Linked DNA regions of Bombyx mori: region 1 is linked to region 2. Evidence: chromatin contacts called from public Hi-C data. All regions are on one chromosome and are shown on one strand. Each heading gives the region's core, a stretch centred on a gene start, on an enhancer-like site or on the middle of the called end of the contact. The rest is flanking DNA. Distances are from core to core; before and after follow the strand shown.

Region 1 (3,108 bases), core at 302-2,801, 58 kb after region 2:
TAGGTCATCCGTCCGTGTGGTAGATGGTCGTCACTCTCCGCGCCTGCCAATACGTGGTCTCCACTTAAGAATCTTTCTGCCTCATCGGCCGTCCGATCTTCGCGTTATGTGGCCGTTCAGTTTTAGACGGAAATTTTAATCTCGCACATCAACTTATTATTATTATTTTTTACTGAACTTTCCTCTACGAGCGTTTTATTCAAATCAAATCAAATCAAATCAATTACTGAATCCCGTAGACATCTCCAACGTATATGCTACCACCCACCTCGAGATATAAGTTCAAAAGTCTCAGTACAGTTAAAACGGCTGCCCCGCCCTTCAAACCGAAACGTATTACTGCTTCACGGCAGAAATAGGCCGGGTGGTGGTACCTACCCGTGCGGACTCACAAGAGGTCACACCACCAGTAAAATGCATGCTTACTCCTTAGTGGCTATGATGCGCGAATATAATGGGTATGTGGGACCAATAATGCCACAGGTGTACTTGACGTTGTCTGTGCGTGTGTGTACAAAATAATTGAATGTTTACAGAACGAGTACTTCAGTCGTCATCCCCGCGGATTGAATCCGGTGCAGCTTAACGACGTGTTCTTCTCCTTGCACGCAGCCTTCGCTACTCTCATCACCATCACCCAGTGCTTTTTATATGAGGTACGGAGATATTCCCCGCAAGTCGTCGTGGCCTAAAGGATAAGACGTCCGGTGCATTCGTGTTGAGCGATACACCGGTGTTCGAATCCCGCCGGCGGGTACCAATTTTTCTAATGAACTTGGTAGGATCGATAAAACATGATATTATATTAGAATTACAAGTAATCCTTGGATTTCGGTCAAGGACACTTTGATGCGATATTCGTTCATCCAATACTCATAGTAAGCCACTTGGACCGTTCACTATCTTAATCCTATAAATTTTATATCAAAAGAATATTCATCGAATTTATCTCGAACCGACAGACTCGAGCAATGATAATAAATTGCATATTTATCAAATTAAGTGTTTTCAGCTTGCTATTTACCAAATGTTTGATAATTCGCGGGCTGCGGTACTAATGAGTTCGGCGAAATATGTATAACCTTATATTAATAACTTAGTTTCTTTTCTTGCCTTAATTAGACAGAGTGACGTCAGCGATACCGTAACCCTTTATTAGTGCAGCAGCCTTGCATAGCACGAGCTCCAGCTATGAGGAATATAATTTTTGTTATTGCTTAGATGGGTGGACGAGCTCAGAGCCAGTAAATGCGGCACCCACCTTGAGATATAAGTTCTAAGGTCTCAAGTATAGTTACAACGGCTGCCGCACCCTTCAAACCGAAACGCATTACTGCTTCACGGCAGAAATAGGCGGGGTGGTGGTACCTACCCGTGCGGACTCACAAGAGGTCCTACCACCTGTAAAAATGATCATACGATTGTCTGCGTTTGGTAACAGCGTGAAGAGCAACGGGTCTCGACGGTGGGGCGCGGGATACTCGGCGCGTTCTCAGCGGTCGTCATAGTAACGGGCAGCATCGCGGTCGTCGGCAAGATCGAGTGGCTGGACTGGCTCTACTACTGCAGCTACGTGAAGCTCGCCATCACGCTCATCAAATACGTGCCGCAGGTCAGTACTGTCGACAGAACCGAGCTGGTGCCATTGGGGGCATCAATATGAACACCAGATATCAAGAATATCACTCTAAAGAGCAGCCAATAAAGTTAAATATTGCGTACCCAAGCACTCGGCTAACAAGTCTTAACGTACGATTTCTCTAATATGTAAACTACACATCTTTAGATTAGTTAGAGGAAGTCTGAAAGTGGCAACTGTGGCAGAGAAGCTGAGAAGTGCGCGTTTGGGATGGTATGGACATGTGATGAGACGAAATGAAAATGAGGTTGGTAAGAGAGTGTTAACTATGAATGTGGAAGGATATAGAGGAAGATGTAGACCTAAGAAGAAATGGATGGATTGGGTGAAAGACGATATGTGTAAGAGGGGAGTGAGCGAAGAAATGGTATATGATTGAGGAGTATGGAAGGAGAAAACATGTTGCGCCGACCCCAGGTGACTGGGAGAAGGGCAGGAGAATTATGATGTAAACTAACCATCTTTTCAGTTTGTTGGCACATAGTCTCAAATCATGGACATGCCCGAACTTGAGGTTCAGTTATTGGAGTCCGTAGATATCTAAACATTATTCCCGCCATTCTCCTTGAGACATGAGGTCGAAGTCTCAATTGTATTGTAAAATTACTGTCCAACGAGAAATGCGCAGCCGAAAACATCGATATTTCCAGCCTTTTCTTTCCAGCCACTATTCACGATACTCAAGAGAAGAGATGGGGTAGTGCTATCGTACAGATTCCATAGACATAACAAATTGAGTTTGTCGCCGGATCTTCTCAGCGGGTCTCGCTACTCTTGCTAAGGGTCAGTGCTAGCAATAACTTCAGGTTGAGCCCGAGCTGACGAAACTACTGGTCCGCATGTAGTTGCAATATCCTGTTAGGCTACCAACAATTACATAAGGAAAAAATATCCGAGATATGGTATCACACAGCCAAAGCAACTCGAAAATCTAGGACGTGATTGATCTATTTGATAATCAAACTTGAAAAATATAATAAAACAAACAAAACAAAACATAAATTTCAGGCGTACATGAACTACAAACGCAAATCAACGGTCGGCTGGAGTATCGGCAACATTTTCCTCGACTTTGTGGGCGGTTTCCTTTCGATACTCCAGATGGTCCTCAACGCCTACAACTACAACGACTGGGTTTCGTTCTTCGGAGACGCGACCAAATTCGGCCTCGGCCTCTTTAGTCTCGTTTTCGATATATTCTTCATACTGCAGCACTATGTCTTCTATAGGTACGTAACGATGTTTCTAATAAGCATGCGGTGTTGTCATTATAACCTCTTCCGATAGCTTTGTGTGTATGTGGTGTTGCTGTGAAATCGATAGTAATCATTATAAAAAAATCATTGATATCGTTTAAGTTCGATTTTAGTCGATTTTGTAGCAAGCACTTCGCTGAACATTTTTGTCATGCCCTAACATGTCACTAATTTCGATTTTAAATAGTAAATATTCATTTTTATCATAACAAT
Region 2 (2,778 bases), core at 96-2,595:
AAGTACAGTTATTCAGATGCATTCAGAAGTCGATTAACTTGAATGTAAATATTTTGCTTATTAATTGTTATTGTGCTGGTGATAAACATGTTAATTAACCGAAACGATTCAAAAATAAAAGTTTGGAATGCAATTGACTTTTTATCGCAAATTTACAAGATGTTAGACTAAACATGAACCCATTATTTTCAATTCATAAAATATATAAATTTTTGTGAATCTTTTGCACAATTTAAAAATCTTTAATTCTTAAGAAACTAATAGGTCTAGTATTCCCATTGATATAGAAAAAAAAGTTTTATTAATATTACTTAGATTATTAATTACTTTATGATGGCCATAGCTATATTTAAATTTCACTTCGAATCGTAGCTTCATTTGTAAGACACCTTGTGTCGAGGACTTCGATTATTCCGGAGGCATTAACCGCAGGGCGAGTACCAATTTTGCGAATTAAACACACGTAACATGCAAAAAGTATAAAATTACGTAATTGCAGGGCGCACTGTCCGCCCACACGGTCGGTACCGCCATCTGTTAATAAGCATTTTTATTTATTTATTAGGTGGATGAACGAGCTCACGGCCCACCTAGTGTTAAGTGGTTACCGGAGCCTATAGACATCTACGACGTAAATGCCGCCACTTACCCTGAGATATAAGTTCTAAGGTCTCAGTATAGTTACAACGGCTGCCCCACCCGTCAAACCGAAACGCATTACTGCTTCACGGCAAAAATAGGCAGGGTGGTGGTACCTACCCGCGCGGTCTCACAAGAAGTCCTGCCACCAGTAAAGACTTGTTTTTGTTATGTAGCAAACGGAAATTCCTGTTTGAAGAACATCCGTTACACAACACAATCAAGACTTGGATCTTTTTTTTTTTTTAAACAATGACGCCACCTTAACTCGTCCCGTGATAAGTTCGTAAAGAACTTGTGTTACAGGTACCAGATAACGGAAATAAATGTAAGATTTTTATTATACACATACATATATTTAATATACATCCATAACCCTGGAAAAGACATTTATATTTATCATACAAATATCTTCACTTGGCGGGATTCGAACTCGCGACCCCCTTGTGTAGTGACCATGTCACTTACCACTACACCAGACGGCCGTGGTGACTGCGTTGTAATGTTTATGGTCTTCAGTAATAAAATACCAAACGGGTGGTGAGACTGTCTACGGCGATAAATAAAAACTAACAGCGTAAGTTAAATTTCCTTACAAAACGTTTCGGCCTAACATTGAGTAGGTAAGAAGGTTATAATAATAAAATAATTCTGACCTAACTATGGCTGCTGAATACTAATAAGTGATCCGTCAACTACCATACAATTGATCAATTGTAAGAAGACAGATACGAATTCAAGTACATCTTTGATACTACGTGCAGTTTAGATAGCAGTACGCAGTTTGTCAGTTCTCGTAAATAAATAAATAGGTGGGCTTATTAGCAGGAAAATTAAATTATAAAATAAGGCGCATCGGGTTATTCATTCCTTGTTTTGTCTATGGTTTACATAGATTCTTATGACACTAAAGTTTATTCAAAATGACCTCCGTGATTTTGAATACAGGCCTTCAATCTGCGCGGCCAGTCGTCTATCGCAGCACGAACGAGGTCCATGTCAATATCGGCGGCTGCCTTAATCAAGGATGTCTTGAGTGACTCCAAATTGGGATGAGGCTTTGAGCACGCCTTTTCCTCCAAGTGTTGCCATATCTTGTAATCTAACGGATTCAAATCTGGACTGGAGGAGGGCCAGTCTTCGTGCCGGATGAAGTCGATTTCACGCGCCGCCAGCCAGTCTTGTGTGCTCTTCGCTCTATGAGCTGGCGCTGAATCTTGTTGGAATACCCAGTGCCTGTTATTGAACATGGTATGAGAAACAGGTTCCACAAGGTTCGTCAGGACTGTATTTTGATACACAACTGCATTCGTTTTTACACCTTTCTCACAAAAATGTACCTCTGTTAAGCCCCAATAAGAAACTCCCAACCATACCATGAGCGAGGATGGAAAATGACCTCGTTGGACACGCGGAATACGGTTGCTCGCTTCTTCACTACTGTGTGCGTACACCTTATCATTTTGTTTGTTGTAGCTCTCTTCTACGGTAAAAAATTATATATTTTTTTCCCGCGTACCGCTTCAACAAAGCGCGGCATCTCTTCAGTCTCAGGTCCATTAGACGAGCATTCAAACGATGTCCTGTTTTTCTTCGATATGCCCGAAGCCCTACATCTTCATTTAACACCCTTTTCACCGTGGTTCTGTTTAACCCCATCTGAAGGGCCAACAGTTTCTGCTTACGTTTGGGATTTCTTTGAATTCGCGCCTTCACAGCTTTTATCACTGCTGGAGTCCTAACAGACCGAGGGCGACCACTTCTTGACCTGTCATCTACACTAGAGTCTTCATTGTATCGTTTGATGGTACGATAAACGAATCTTTTGGTTATATTCAAAATTTTCAGTATGTTAAAAATTTGAATTAGCGCGTAACCGCAACGATGCAACGCAATTACTGCAACACGGTCTTCTTTAAGCGTCCACTCCATATTTAAAAATGAGTACAATTCTAAAAGTATACCTTTTTTATTTTCATGAACAATTCGAAATTCGAATTCAATAAACTTTTTTGTGGCCAGCATTCTAAAAGAAAAGTTTTTACTGTGTGACAATACTTATGACCTGACTAGGTACATACATACTTGGTCACATACGTATACACACATATGTATACTAAACTATATTCTAGTAGTGAT

The links. A called contact is a pair of places that touch in the nucleus more often than the background predicts.
Region 1: a contact with region 2 is called in a Hi-C map of whole pupa, with 2.3 times the contacts expected there. The contact joins two enhancer-like sites. A contact is called at or near these places in 3 of 7 Hi-C or Micro-C datasets (midgut and whole pupa).

The regions. Positions count from the first base shown.
Region 1 is chr22:4,106,795-4,109,902 of ASM3026992v2, forward strand. It overlaps LOC101747227 (cystinosin homolog), which reads left to right. Exons shown (of 10, transcript XM_012695321.4): 7 at 537-656; 8 at 1,442-1,612; 9 at 2,648-2,868. Among protein-coding and RNA genes, the nearest start is that of ST5, 55 kb to the right of the region's middle. Within about 2 kb of position 1,552, at least 2 of the 8 cell types and tissues checked have open chromatin away from gene starts, as enhancers often do.
Region 2 is chr22:4,049,051-4,051,828 of ASM3026992v2, forward strand. All of the region lies in intron 1 of LOC101747227 (cystinosin homolog), which reads left to right. Among protein-coding and RNA genes, the nearest start is that of LOC101747227, 6.0 kb to the left of the region's middle. Within about 2 kb of position 1,346, at least 3 of the 8 cell types and tissues checked have open chromatin away from gene starts, as enhancers often do.